Linked DNA regions of Sus scrofa: all the other regions are linked to region 4. Evidence: chromatin contacts called from public HiChIP or PLAC-seq and promoter capture Hi-C data. All regions are on one chromosome and are shown on one strand. Each heading gives the region's core, a stretch centred on a gene start, on an enhancer-like site or on the middle of the called end of the contact. The rest is flanking DNA. Distances are from core to core; before and after follow the strand shown.

Region 1 (3,347 bases), core at 26-2,525, 640 kb after region 4:
CAGCATAGAGGAGAGGGACCTCTAGGCCCCTGGGAAGCCTTCCCAGGCAGGTGGGGAAGGATGTGGCAGCAGAGGCAGGACTAGAACACAGGTCCCAAGACCTGGGATTTCTATAAGCTGGGAAATCACTGTGGGCTCTAATACACTCGTCAACACTTCCCTCCTCAATTCAGCCTACTGGCTAATTTGCTAATTGCTAACAAAACCTAAGAGAGCCAGAGAGGCTCTACAGAAGCCTCCAGATAGAAGAGCCATCAAGGTGGGAACTGCCACGTTTAACAGAAATCCTGATCTCCCAGCTGGCTGGCCCCATGCCTCAGTCCATCAGGAATACCCTATCCAGAATACATGAACTTGGGACTGTCAGGTCCTCCTGTTTGCTCAGCACCTGGGATCCATCAATCAGACCTCAGGCTTGGGCTGTTGTATCAATGACTGCTTTCTGTCCTCTGCCTGTGGATACAAGACAGGTGTCTTCCAGGAGGGCCCATGATGGGAGTATGGCCTGAGGCCTGTCTGAGAAGTACTGGTACTGGCTCTTTACAAGAGCTTCCCCAGGGTTTCCCACCTCATCCTCAGCAGCCTCCTGTGCTGACACACTCATCCCTAGTCATTGGCAGTGGCCTGGGTGCTCCCCAGTCTCCCTGTTAGCTGTCCCTTGAAAGCCCATGAGCAGCGGCTAAGTCAATCCTTTGAAGCAGAAGCCAGACTCTTGCACCCTCAATGGAACACTGCAGTCCTACTATTACCTTCAGAGAGAAAACCAATGTCCATGCCAAGACCCACTGGCCTACCCCACCCCACCATGGGCCAACCATGTGGCCCCTGGCTGTCCCCTGAGCATGCCCAGCAGACTCTCCACAGTGGCTCTGCACATGCTGCCCCCTTGGCTGGGAAGGCACGGCCTTCATTTGCTCAGCTCTCTGCTCAATGTCCCCTTTCAGCGAACACACTCCTGACCTCTCTACCACAGTGCAGCTGGACTTTTCTTTGCAGCCATAATCAACGCCCAACATTACAGCACCTATTCACCAAGTACTTACTGCTCTCCTGCACTAAAAATTAAGCTCTGGGACACAATGACTTGTTCACTGCTACGTATAGAACAGTCGCTGGTACACAGGAATACTAGTTAGATACCTGGGGAACAAATAAGCTGCCAGTTCTCATTTGAAAGCACCACCCCTGGGAAGTGGCAAGACCAGGACTCCACAGGCTGTCCTTAGTTCCAGACGAAGGTGGGCACATCTTGACTCCTAGAAGGCCCAGGAAGCCTGGCCTTGGCTACCTCCTTGCACTGCCCTGTCTGGCAAGCCCTCTAGCAGGTGCAGGCCCAGGTCTCTATCTAAGCTAGCACAGGGCCAGTGTCCTGGGGTTGCAGGATGCTGGTGGAAGATATAATGGAAACATTTCTAGGCAGCGGTGGCAGGTCCTAGGGCTGCTTGTGGGAGCCCAGTGGAGTCCCTGCCTCTCCCAGTGGCCTGAAGTGGCCAGGACTTGTGGCCGCCCCACCCCGGCCCTGCAGAGTAAACATTCCCAGAACCTCCCACAGGCATAAACACTTGCTCCAAGCTGGCAGCTGGGCCAGGCCCCGCCTGCCAAGCTGTTTTCCTCTGAGAGCCTTCCTGAGCCCTGCTATTTTTGGCCCTCGTGACAGTAATTGATTGCTGGTGGAAAGGTATAAAAGCAACTGCCAGCCTCAAAGTTCGCCAGACAGCTTGGGAGGGACTCCGCTCTGGACAGCAGTACATGGGACAGAGGCCGTGGTACATCATCCTCGTTTTCCTCCGGCCAGCGATCTGACGAGGGACACAGGGTCCAACCGCTGGACCCCGATCTCTTTGCCCCAAGCTTCCTGGGACCTTTCCTCGGACTCCTTTGCCCATCCAGCATCCCTGCTACCCCCAGGCCCCCTCAGCTACAGGTAAGAGAGAGCTACTGCCCTCCGGTTTGAGGTAAAACAGAGAGGCTTTGTGGGGCTTCAAGGGCTGTTCTCAGCCTGGGACGTGCACAGCCTCACTGCAGGTTAGAGAACAGGACGCAGCTAGTGGCCATGACAATTATATTCATAAAGGAGTGTTATATTCATAAACGGATTTCACATGAGGTGTCCTTCCGTATGTTCCTCCCAGCGCCCTGGAGAGTGGGTATTTATAACCCTGTTTTTCAGATGAGTGGAGGCTTGGAGAGCTGACTTGGCCGAAGGACCCCAGGTCAGAAAGTACAGAGCTTGGTTTGAAACCCAAGTTTTCTCTGACTCCAGTCTCTTAGGCTTGGTTCTCTTATTTGTACAGGTTCTTACCCAACAGTAAGGATAGAGCCTGAAGTAATATCAGGGGGAAGGAAAAGTCCAGGAGTTCAAGCCTCTTCTTGTATCTGTAGACTTGAAACTGCTCTCAGGCATACAATTCACACAGGGAGCCTCAGATGGGGGAGGGGACCCAGGAGGGGTGTCAGGGTATTGGCAGTGTCTCATCCCCTTTCCTCTGTCAACCAACAGTTTGCAGTTTCCCCGTGGCAAGGAGCCATGAGGTCCCGGCTCTTGCTTTCTGTGCCCCATCTGCCCACAATTCGGGAGACCTCAGAGGAGATGCTGCCTGTGGGGCCCGGAGAGGAACCCCCTGCCTCCCCCAGCCTGGATGACTACGTGAGGTCCATTTGTCAGCTGGCACAGCCCACCTCAGTGCTGGACGAGGCTGCAGCCTGGGCCCGGCCTCGTAGACCCCACCGACCAGGCCGTTCCTGCGAGAAGAGCCGCTCTGATGGGTCCCTTCAGGACATCACCACCCACTTCAGCGGCCAGCAGCCTGTGCTGCCCAGGGCCGGCCCGGCTGACCCCCTGGACTGGCTCTTTGGGGAGTCTCAGGAAAAGCGGCCAAGTAGAAGGGACCTGCCAAGGAGGACTGGACTCCCTGCGGACCCCCAGGCTCTGCGTAAAGAAACCAACAGTGGCAAGGCCCAGGGGGGCCCCAAAGGGAGGCTGTGTGAGGCCAGGGCCCCAGAGCACTCTCTGGAGAGACCACTGAGGAACTGGCACCAGTGCTCCCCAGCTTCCGTGCAACCTGGCAGGGATGCAGCCTCCTCCACAAGTCCCCGCCGCAGCAGCATCCTCAGAACTCTTTATTTGCACCTCCCTGTGATCCATGAACTCTGACCTCTCCCCAATAAAGGCTTCTGTAAATAGTACACAGGTCTGGGTCACCTCCCCACCTTCCCTCCGAGTGGGGCACTACCCCTGGCAGGTCTCTGGGAGGAAACTGCCCCTCTGCTTTGGCAACTCTTAGTAAGATCCCTACTCTGAATAAGAGCCTAGCTCGCGTGATTTGCACTGTCCCTTGCCGGCTGGC
Region 2 (3,345 bases), core at 810-3,309, 660 kb after region 4:
AACAACTCGACAACATTTTCTTCAGTGGATTCTGTGATAGGATAACCACTGGGCTTTGTAAGAATCTGAGTTTAAAACTCTGCTCTGGAATTCTTTAGCTATGTGACTTTAGGCAAGTCCCTTTCCTCTATGAAACTCAGGTTCCTCATGATTTGAATCATTGCTGTAAAGGTGAATGAGGAAACAGGTAAGATGGGACTCACATGGGATTCACCCACAGTAAACGGAAGTTCCCAATAGTTGTCATGGTGGGAGTCAGGAGCTCCAGAGAGACTGCGAGGCTCTGGAGATGACAATGTAGGAATCAGAGAGGATGATGGTTCTTGGCAAGAGAATGCGTGAGCCAGGGCATCTGGCTGAATTCATTCTCAAAACCAGGGTGCTTTCTGGTAGACCCTATAGTCAGAGTCTCCTCTTTGAGCCTTTGCATTTACAGGATCTGAATTATAGCACATGCTGGAGTTCTGTTCATGTTCTATTGTTATAGGTCATTGTCTAGTTGACCCTGACCCAGGGGGACCCAGGACCTTCACTCTGTTGTCAACCTCCAGACCACTCACTAGAGTCTCACATGGCTCCACATCCCAACTTTCACACCAACACTTTAATCCGTGGCCTCAATCTCACTTTTCCTGTAAAGTCTTGAACCACCGGCACCACACACAGAGAGGATAATGACAAAAACTAATGAAAATGTTCTGACACTTGAAATACACTCACTACAACTTCCAGCCAGCATTTTTTTTTTTTTGACCTAAGTTTAAGACATTCTTCTTCTCTTCTCTCCCTTCCCCTTCTCTCCTTCCCTTTTTCTCCTCTCCTTTTCCAAGCCTTCCTTCTTCCCTCCTTCACCCTAACAATGCCCACCAAATGGCAGTGGCTAAGGAATTACTCTGGGGAGCAGGAGGCAGGCAGGTCAGCAATTTAGTAGTTGTCTTTATTGTATACTCATGGCGTCTGGAAACAAATCTCGATCTTGCCATGAGCAGTTCAACTACAGACACTGACAATGAGGGCCTTTCTGCAAGTGCAAGTACATGGATTTGGAGTCCAATCTGCTTGGGCTCAAATTCCAGAATCCCTTATTTATTGTGATCATATTTAATTCCTCTGTGAAGTGGGACTACTAAAGCTCTCTAGATAGTGTTTTAAGGAAACCCTGGCTCTGTCCTGGCATTGATCCTCAAGTGAGAGAAGGCCCTCCCTCCCCCAGGGTTGTGCCGGATTAATAAAAACAGAAGCATTTCTTCTGAGTGGGAAGTCAGGACTGAGAGTCAGGAGCACAGGGGTGAGCAGGGTGGCTGGCAGGGTGAGCTCTGAAGTCAGTGGGTAAAATGAATGAGACCTGGCACAACAAGCCCTGGGTTACAAGGCTGACTCATCTGGGTAAAAGTGGACAATTCCGTAACATTTTAAGCCTCAGGTTTTCTCATCTGAAAATAGGGATAATCAAGGCTATGAGAAGTAGGTGTGATATTGTGCTAAAGCTCTTAGCACAGGTCTGGGAACAAATCAAATGTTCTATAAATAGCGACACTGAAGCCTTCTTTCTGCTATTATCTGGGTGTTCATGGTCTTCCATCCATGAAATCTGAGTTGTGCCAGAGACGCTGAGTCTTTCCCCCTAATTCTCAGATCAACGCTTCTAGGATACTGGCTAAGATGAGAGGCAAGGTGAGCAAAGATGTAGACTGCGCAGGATTTAGCTCCTAACGTGCCCTCTCCTTGGAGGAGGTGCATGGCACAGTGCCCACTCTCAGCATTGGGCCCGTGGCCCGGAATGCTCCAGGCTGGCAGAAGGAGGGGATTTTGCACGCGGCAGGCAAGGCGCACAAGTGCCCAGACTTAAGAGCTCCTGGCTGGGGAAAGTCCTGGGCTCAGGCGGTGGGGGGAAGTTGGTGCTCTGTGGACGCCCCGAACTCTCTTGCCCATGCATCACTCACCGTCCACTCATTGCGCTGTCCAGAAGCCGCTGCCAGTGCCTCGCCTCGCAGTCACCCGAGGTGCCTCCGCAGCGCCTACTGCCCTGTTCTCTCCAGCTTGGGGAGTCGGGCCCGCCCCTCCCCGCCCCTCGCCAGCGCCGGCCAATAGAGCTGCCCTATTGTTTCCTTTCCGTCCCGCCCCTCCCCGGCTCTTCCCGCCCCGCTCCGCCTCTCTCCCAGCGCAGGCCAATTGCGTAAAGTCTCCTTGTCCAGCCCGCCCAGCTCAGGGTACACAGAGGAGGGCGGGCTCCGGGCGGTGCCTCAGGAGCCGGGCAGAAGGTTTGGGGCGTGTAGGCTTTCCAGGGTGTCCCCTCGGGCGTACACTCCGGGAATTCCCGGAGACCCACTGAGGAAGCAGCTCGGATCGGTCGGGAGGGTCTGATAGGCGGGCCAAGGCCAGGGACCCTGGGGGAAATGACACCCTTGGATTTCCAACAAAGGTCGTGCAGGCCTCGCAATTACTAGTGTGTGTCTTGAGAGAGGAGGTTATCCGTCTGGAGCAATGTTAGTTTTTGCTCAAGGGCCACCTGCGTGCAATCCTACTGTTTGCTTGACGTGGCCTCTCGAAGCTCCACCGCTTTTAAGAAATCAGATTCTATGATGGTTGAAAGGAGATAACCTCCCAGTTAAGGCCTGCTGGAGGATTTGCTTGCAAAGAGGACAGAAGACCACAGGCCTTTTGGGGAACTCAGAATAGGTCAGTGATTCTGGGGTGTGGGGGCGACAGGGAAGGGGAAGAGGCTGATGGAAACATTTGCAATTTCTGTTTTATATCACTATTTCCAGTACTGACCTCAGATTTCCCCTCCCTTCCCCCATAAATAATTTTATTTTTCATAATTTTACTTTTCATTCAATCTGTAGTTCCTTTTTTTTTTTTTTTTTTTTGCTGTTATAGGGCCACACCTGTGGCGTATGGCTGTCTTAGACCTACACCACAGCTCAAGGCAACGCTGGATCCCCAACCCACTGAGGAAGGCCAGGGACCAAAACAAAGTCCTCATGAATACTTGTCAGATTTATTTCTGCTGCACCACAATGGGAACTCATGTAGTTCCTAATCCTTTGAGTCATGTGGACATTTTAGAGTCTGATATGGACCTTCTAGAAAAATGCAGCTGCCTACATAGGCAAAAATTAGCCCTAGATTTGTCTATGGGCCCTTGGAGCCCACTTGAGAGAGGCTGTGCTTATCATTGTTAGCGCTGCTGGATTTGGAGTAAAGAGATTGGGCTCTGCCATCTACTTCCTGCACGATCTTTTCATGTCGCAGTTGCTCTGGGTCTCAGTTTTCCCACCTGTAAAAATGAGGGAGCTAAAGGTGACCAGGCCATGGATCGTTCAGCTCTGGCTTTGCAGGAAA
Region 3 (3,089 bases), core at 104-2,603, 620 kb after region 4:
TACCCAGGGTCTCTGCATACAAGCTTATAAAGCAAATAATTGAAAACAAAAATTACATCACTGTTATTGCCTTTCCTTCACCTTACTGTAAAATTGAGACTCCAGGCCTGACAGCGCTAAGACTTTAACTGGATATTTAACAATTATATCTGCAGTAATTAAGGCAGGTATTAGAACAAACTGCCTACTACACAAAAATACAGAGAGAACAGTACTCATTTCTTAACTTTAGTAAATATTTATAGGACATCTATGACAAAGAGATATCTGTTAGGTACATGATATTGGTATTCGAAAACAGCTATAATGATAAGTACATACTGAAAAAAACACATTGATTTTTAAATACTATATAAATCAGTTCCGGTCGGAAACTCAGAGACTAACACATCTGGAACACTGCAGATGAGGAAATCACACTAACAGATAGCTGTGTGCCAGTCACTATTATCTTTTTTTTCTGGCCTGGCCCCGGCCATGCGGAAGTTCCTGGGCCAGGAATCAAACCTAGCCACAGCGGTGACAAAGCCGAAACCGTAATCGCTAAGCCACCAGGGAATTCCCTATGCCATCTTACTTAATTCACGGAGTAGGTTTATGGTATTATCTTCGTTGTACTGCTAAGGAAAGGCAGGCATACTCTGGCCAGGTTCCCACACCCTAGCAGCTTGAGCCCAGAGCTTGTACTTTTAGCAGCAGAATGACCTGCAGTCTTAATTCCCAACGTGAAGTCCAGCCCTCTGACCGGTCTTCAGTGTAATTCCATAGTAGATGCGGGTATTACGGTGAATATCAGTACACGGGCTGTTAGCCAAGCGAACACGCCTAACTGCAATGTGCTTGCTTTCTAGTACATAAAATGGGGATGACCATAAAACCCCTACATTATCAGGGCGTTGTAAGTTTAAGTGAGTCAATATCTGCAAGGCTCTCACAAAAGCCTTGTGCTACCCAAGCGTTTGTTCAAAGTTTAATCCTGACAGGCGCCTGATGGATGGCGTAAGGACTACGGCCAGGAGCCCGGGCCTGTCCTCCTCCCGCCAATCGCCGGGGCTACAGTTAAGGCCTCCAACTACCGCCTCTCCAAGGCCGGGCCCGCCCCACTCCCTCCGCCCCGCGGGCCGCGCGGAGCCCTTGCGGCATCCCGGGAGCGGAGGCCAAAGCCGCGCTCGCCACACCGTTGGCGGGTGAGCGCCGCCCTGCCGCGCCCAGCTTGCGCCTCTGGTGCCTCGGAGCACCTGCCCGCGCACCCCAGGGCCACTCACCGCGCCTGCCGTCCGCGGCCCTCGCTCGCCCGCCCGGCGTCCCTCGCGCCACCGGAAGTGCGAGCGCGCCGTTTGTCTGTGCCTCGCGGTCGCTCTAGGAACTTGGCGGATCGACCCTCTATGGTGCCTGGCCCACCGGAAAAAAGAAACCCTTTTCTTTTTGCCATTTTGTTTTCCCCTCGGAAGGCGTCCTGTGGCCCTCAGGACCGCAAGACTTGTGGTCTTCTCCCTTTGTGATGGAGGAGCGACCCACAGGGTGGGGGAGTGGCAGCCCGTGTGGTCAAGGTTTTGAAAGGCAACACCAGCCGGTCTGACCCCGAGGCTCCATTCTTTCGACAAATGTGGAGCACTTATTAATTACATAGAGGTACTTCTGGAGAGCCTAAACTATTTCTGATATTTTTCATGAGCCAATTATTTAATTCTTACCAAAAAAACCCCTACAAGATAGGAACGAGAGTACTCATTTTACAGTTAGGGAGGCCAAGGCTTAGAGTAGAAATCGCCTCACGTTCACACTATGTAAGTTGATGGCCAAAGATCTGTACCCGTCTTTTTGGCTCCAGAGTCTCATGATTTTCAACACACTGCCTTGTTTCTCTTTAGTAATGATGTCTCCTGATTCTGTTCTGTTACAGCCAACCACCTCTACCAACCTGTGCAAGTTCACCTGATCTGTGTCCTCCTTCCACCTGCAGAACTCCAAATCTAATGGCTTCAGATACCATCTGTATATGCTGAAGACTCCCAAACTGGTAACTCCAGTCAAACCTTGGGATGCAAATACTGTTGAACTCTAGACTTATATATCGAGTTGATTACTCGGTGTCTTTTGCATGTGTGATGAACATCCAAACCTAACAAAGCCCCAGATGAACTTCTGATATTCACCTAACCTGTTCATTCAACAGTCTTCAACCCAGCAGTTGATGGTGACTCCATCTTTTCAGTTACTCAAGTCAAAAATATTGATGTCATTGTTTCTCTTTTCACCCCAAATCCAAATCCAAGCCATCTGTAATTCTGTTGGTACTGTCTTCCAAATATATCCAGAATAGAGCCACTTTCAGCATCTCCACTGCTATAACCTCCACCAAGCTCCTGTTATGACCTGTCTGGATTGTTGCATTGGCTTTCTCACTGGTCTCTCTATGTCTACTCACAGCCCCAGAGTGATCCTCCTAAAACTCAAGTCAAATCTTGTCATTCATTTTGTTCAAAATCTTCCAAAGGCTTCCCATGTTATTAGAGCAAAGCCCATGCCCTCACAGGGGTACACAAAGCCATCTCTTGTTCCTTGTTGTATCAGTGCTCAGAAGGTAGCAGGCACTCACAAGTATCTGTTGAATGAATGAATTTGTAAGATGCTCATTATTTAGGAAGTGCTTTTACATCTATTTTCTGGTCATTCATCTTTACTAGAGTTTCATGAAGCACGGAGGACCTTCATATCTGCCTTACAGTAAAATGAGGCTGAGGGAAACTTGCCTGAAGTAACACAGAGAGTTGATGGCAGAGGTCGGACTAGATTAGAGGTTCAGCTCTCAGCTAGAGCTTTCTGCTCTGCAGATGGCAAAGCATTGAAACTGACTAAGGCCCAGACAAGGCATGTCAATTCAATAATCTAGATGATAGCTGGACTGTTGTAAAAATTAAAATAGATAATGCCAGGCACTTCACACAATGCCTAACATATAATAAATAAGAGGCATTGTTATTTTATTATTAAATTATTATTACGAGTGGTTGATGCTGGTGGCTGGAGGAGGGAGTGTAGGGGAGAATGGCCAAAGACAGTTTAGGAAGAGTTTCTAAAACAAAAAT
Region 4 (3,260 bases), core at 740-3,239:
CCCCCAGCCTCTTACACTACTGACCAGTGCATTCTCCTTGAAATATTCTCATCCCTGCATGACACAATCAAAGCCAGGTTTCCCTCCTACTTCTTTGGCTGCTTCTTTTTTTTTTCCTGGCAGCACCCACATTATGAGGAAGTTCCTGGGCCTAGGATCAAACTGGCACCACAGTTGCAGCCGGCACCACAGTTACAGCCTATGCCACAACTGCAGCAATGCCAAATCTTTAACCTGCTGCACCACAAGGGACCCTCTCAGTCCACTCTTAAATGACAGTGTTTCTAGAGTTTCTTTTCTAGGTCGCCTTTATTTTCACTACATGCTTTATATGATCTAACCTACTTCCATGGCATCAACTATCATGTTTATGCCAAGAACTCCAAAACCTATATTTCCATCACAGAAATATTTCCTGGGGTACAAACCCACGTATCCCATTCTCTCCAGAATCCATCCACTCTTCATCTTTCCTACAGTCTGAAACCAAGTATAAACCATCATGATCTCCTATCTAGAGTAACTCCTTAACTAGTCTTGTGCCCGCACTTCTGCTCCCTTTCAATCTATTCTTCATTTTCCACATACCAGGGAAGGACCTTTAAAATATATACATTTTAATAAACTATATGTATTTTTGATACATATATATCTCCAATCAAGTCCAATCAGGATAAAGCTCAAACCTCTTAGCATTGCCCAATATGATCTGATCTTTGTCTACTTCTTTGCAATCCCATCTCTCACTGCTCTCTGGACAACCTACATCAGCTGCACTGTGGGATCACTTCCTTAACTTCCTCTTCATCTAAATAACTCATCACTCTTCAGTCCTCAGAATAAGATCCTCACCTTCTGGCTAGGAGATTATCTTTGACCTTCAAACTAGATCAGGCACATCTGACGTCTTATCCTAACTATCTGTCTCATATACTGGAACATCCATTACCCTTTATTATATTTACCTCTGCCATTGTCTACCTCTTCTGATAGATTTTAGGGTCTGAAAACAGACCAAGTTACCTTTGTTCACCACTGTATGTCAAAGACGGGTGTAAAGCCAGTAAGACTAAGGGCTCTCCACCCAGAGACTGAGAATTAAAACTGAGGACAGCTGTGACTTTCTTTGTAACTTTCTTTATATCTAGAGACTGAAGCTTCAGGTAAAAGATTAAACCTCCTTAACGACCAAGGCAATTCCAATTAAACCCAAGGAAAGCAAACAGGTGGAGTCTCTCGCCGCTTCCCATGCTGAGTGACTGCTTGTCAGGGGTTCTCACACCACCAATCGCCACGGGGAAAATGGGGCCCCATTCCCCGACTAGTGGCCTTGATGGCTCAGCAAGGGGACCTCAGCGTTCAGAGTGATGCATACAAGACCAGAAAATGGGGGGCTGTAGTCCCTGGGTCCTCGGAGACCAAGAAGAGCTTTGGGCCAAGGCGAAGGACAAAGAGCTTTATTTCCCCACGTACCAAGCGAGGTGGCGCTGCCTCTGTGCGGTCCCGCCCGCCCCGAGACGCAGCCTGACGAGGACGGCGGGACCCTGAACTGCACGGGAGCGTCCTTGGAATCGAGGACGCGCCTCTGCCTGCTGGGGAAGCTCCGGGCGTCCGAGGCGGCCGGCGGAGAAGTTGCAGCGGCGCCCCAGCGGGGTCGCTTGGTGCAGGGCTCACAGCCGGGGCCCGCACTCATGCTGGGACCCGCAGCGAACAGTCCCCGGGCCAGCCAGGGCGGAGAGCCTCATTCACTAACCCGGAGAGGGACGGACTGCGCCTCCTTCTCGGCGCCTCCCGGCACCATGCCCTCTCTGCTGCTGCCTGCGTCTGCAGCTGCTGTTCCGTAGGCCTCCCGAGCCAGGCCCTATCCAGTCGCCTGCCTTCCCTCTTCCACAGGCACCCCACCTGCCTCAGGATGCGCCGCTTTGATTTTCTTGCTCCGTTCACTTTCCCACCACCGGAAAGCTGCCGTCAGGCGCTTCCGGTTTCCGGGACGTACGCTGTCGCAAAGCGGAAATGTGAGGTTTAGGTGCTGCCGGCGCCCGGAAGGTCAGCGTGTGAAGGAGGTGGTGGTAACGCGGGTTTCACCCGCTGTTACAGAGGAGCAACGGCCGAGCGGACGATCCCGGCCTGAGCAGCGGGGAGAAGCAGACCGGTAGTTTGCTGCAGTACCATGGAGGGCGGTGGAGGAAGCGGCAACAAAACCACAGGGGGATTGGCCGGCTTTTTCGGAGCCGGCGGAGCTGGCTACTCGCACGCGGATCTGGCGGGAGTCCCGCGTAAGTATCGGGCCTAGCTTACGAACATTTCTGACTGGTTCTTGCCACCACGCCAAACCTGCGGCGTGCCCTGTCCTTTTTTTGCTAGCGGTCACAAGCTTCAGTAGCAATCGTGGGGTTGGTGTATCTCCGGGGCCGCTCTTTCGACATCGAACGAATTTTTGGAGCCATAGATCCGGAGAAGGTTTCTGTGGTTGTCCTGGATCATGTCAACCAGGAGATGCTGCATGTTTTCTTCCTTTTATATTCAAGCTTTCTGCCTTCTCTTTCCTCTCGCACATTCCTGTATATTGGGCCTTGTGCTTGGCTCTAGGTGAAAAAGAAAACCCCCTTCTGCAAGTAAATGCATTCCAAATACCGAGTTCATAGATAACTTTTTAGCTCAAAGTCGCATATTCTAAAACCACAAGTAGCCGTCAGGGCCACTCATGCATACAGGGGAGAAAGAAACATGATTCGAGACAACTAGGGGAACACGGAAGAGAGCTGAATTTTAAAGGTAATTTATAGACAAGAAAGAAGCCAATATGAATTTTAGGAAGGGAAATACGTACAATCGAGGGTGCTGGAAGCACGAATGCCCTGCCTGTGCGCTCCTCAGTACAAAGAATGTGTATTCTAGATCTTTGAAATTATCTAACTGGGTATTCAACTGGATGACTAGAACTTGGACCTAAAAATAGGAAGTTGGTGGAGGATAAGCGTTTTATAAAACTATTTTCTCTTTTAAGAATTTTCGTACTACTTCTTTAGGTCTTTTATGCTCAGAAACCAAAAAAGCTTTTTTTTTTTTAAACACGCTTAGAAGTTCCTAGTGTGACCTGTATCAAAACTGAATTTAGGGCGTAGTTTGTATATGATAACTTATAGAACAGAACTGTAGGGAGTTTGTGTATAATAAGTCACAGGAGCTCCGCATTTGGAGCACAAAGGGCTCTGCTTTAATGTGAAAAACCATTGTTACATTAATTGAAATTTGAAGGT

The links. Promoter capture Hi-C pulls out the DNA fragments that hold promoters and counts their contacts. HiChIP or PLAC-seq counts read pairs in DNA pulled down with a chosen protein or histone mark.
Region 1: a promoter capture Hi-C map of liver shows a contact between it and region 4, with 6 times the contacts expected there. The contact joins the promoter of C14H10orf10 here to the promoter of PARG in region 4. A contact is called at or near these places in 1 of 5 promoter capture datasets (liver), 2 of 47 Hi-C or Micro-C datasets (heart right ventricle and liver) and 1 of 2 datasets of contacts at active chromatin or transcription factors (alveolar macrophages).
Region 2: a contact with region 4 is called in an H3K27ac HiChIP or PLAC-seq map of alveolar macrophages. The contact joins the promoter of RASSF4 here to the promoter of PARG in region 4. A contact is called at or near these places in 1 of 5 promoter capture datasets (fetal skeletal muscle) and 1 of 2 datasets of contacts at active chromatin or transcription factors (alveolar macrophages).
Region 3: a promoter capture Hi-C map of fetal liver shows a contact between it and region 4, with 5 times the contacts expected there. The contact joins the promoter of ZNF22 here to the promoter of PARG in region 4. A contact is called at or near these places in 3 of 5 promoter capture datasets (fetal liver, fetal skeletal muscle and liver), 12 of 47 Hi-C or Micro-C datasets (blood, embryonic fibroblasts, fetal heart ventricle and 8 more) and 2 of 2 datasets of contacts at active chromatin or transcription factors (alveolar macrophages and skeletal muscle).

The regions. Positions count from the first base shown.
Region 1 is chr14:91,117,057-91,120,403 of Sscrofa11.1, forward strand. C14H10orf10 (protein DEPP) reads left to right here and starts at 1,276. Exons shown (of 2, transcript XM_003359280.4): 1 at 1,276-1,924; 2 at 2,501-3,186. The coding sequence starts at 2,528. The coding sequence ends at 3,154. All of the region lies in intron 3 of RASSF4 (Ras association (RalGDS/AF-6) domain family member 4), which reads right to left.
Region 2 is chr14:91,136,434-91,139,778 of Sscrofa11.1, forward strand. RASSF4 (Ras association (RalGDS/AF-6) domain family member 4) reads right to left here and starts at 2,060. Exons shown (of 11, transcript NM_001243337.1): 1 at 1,944-2,060.
Region 3 is chr14:91,095,535-91,098,623 of Sscrofa11.1, forward strand. It overlaps ZNF22 (zinc finger protein 22), which reads right to left and starts at 1,354. Exons shown (of 2, transcript XM_003483520.4): 1 at 1,266-1,354.
Region 4 is chr14:90,479,026-90,482,285 of Sscrofa11.1, forward strand. It overlaps PARG (poly(ADP-ribose) glycohydrolase), which reads right to left and starts at 1,990. Exons shown (of 18, transcript XM_005671222.3): 1 at 1,903-1,990. It overlaps LOC100157391 (mitochondrial import inner membrane translocase subunit Tim23), which reads left to right and starts at 1,930. Exons shown (of 7, transcript XM_001926555.6): 1 at 1,930-2,276. The coding sequence starts at 2,171.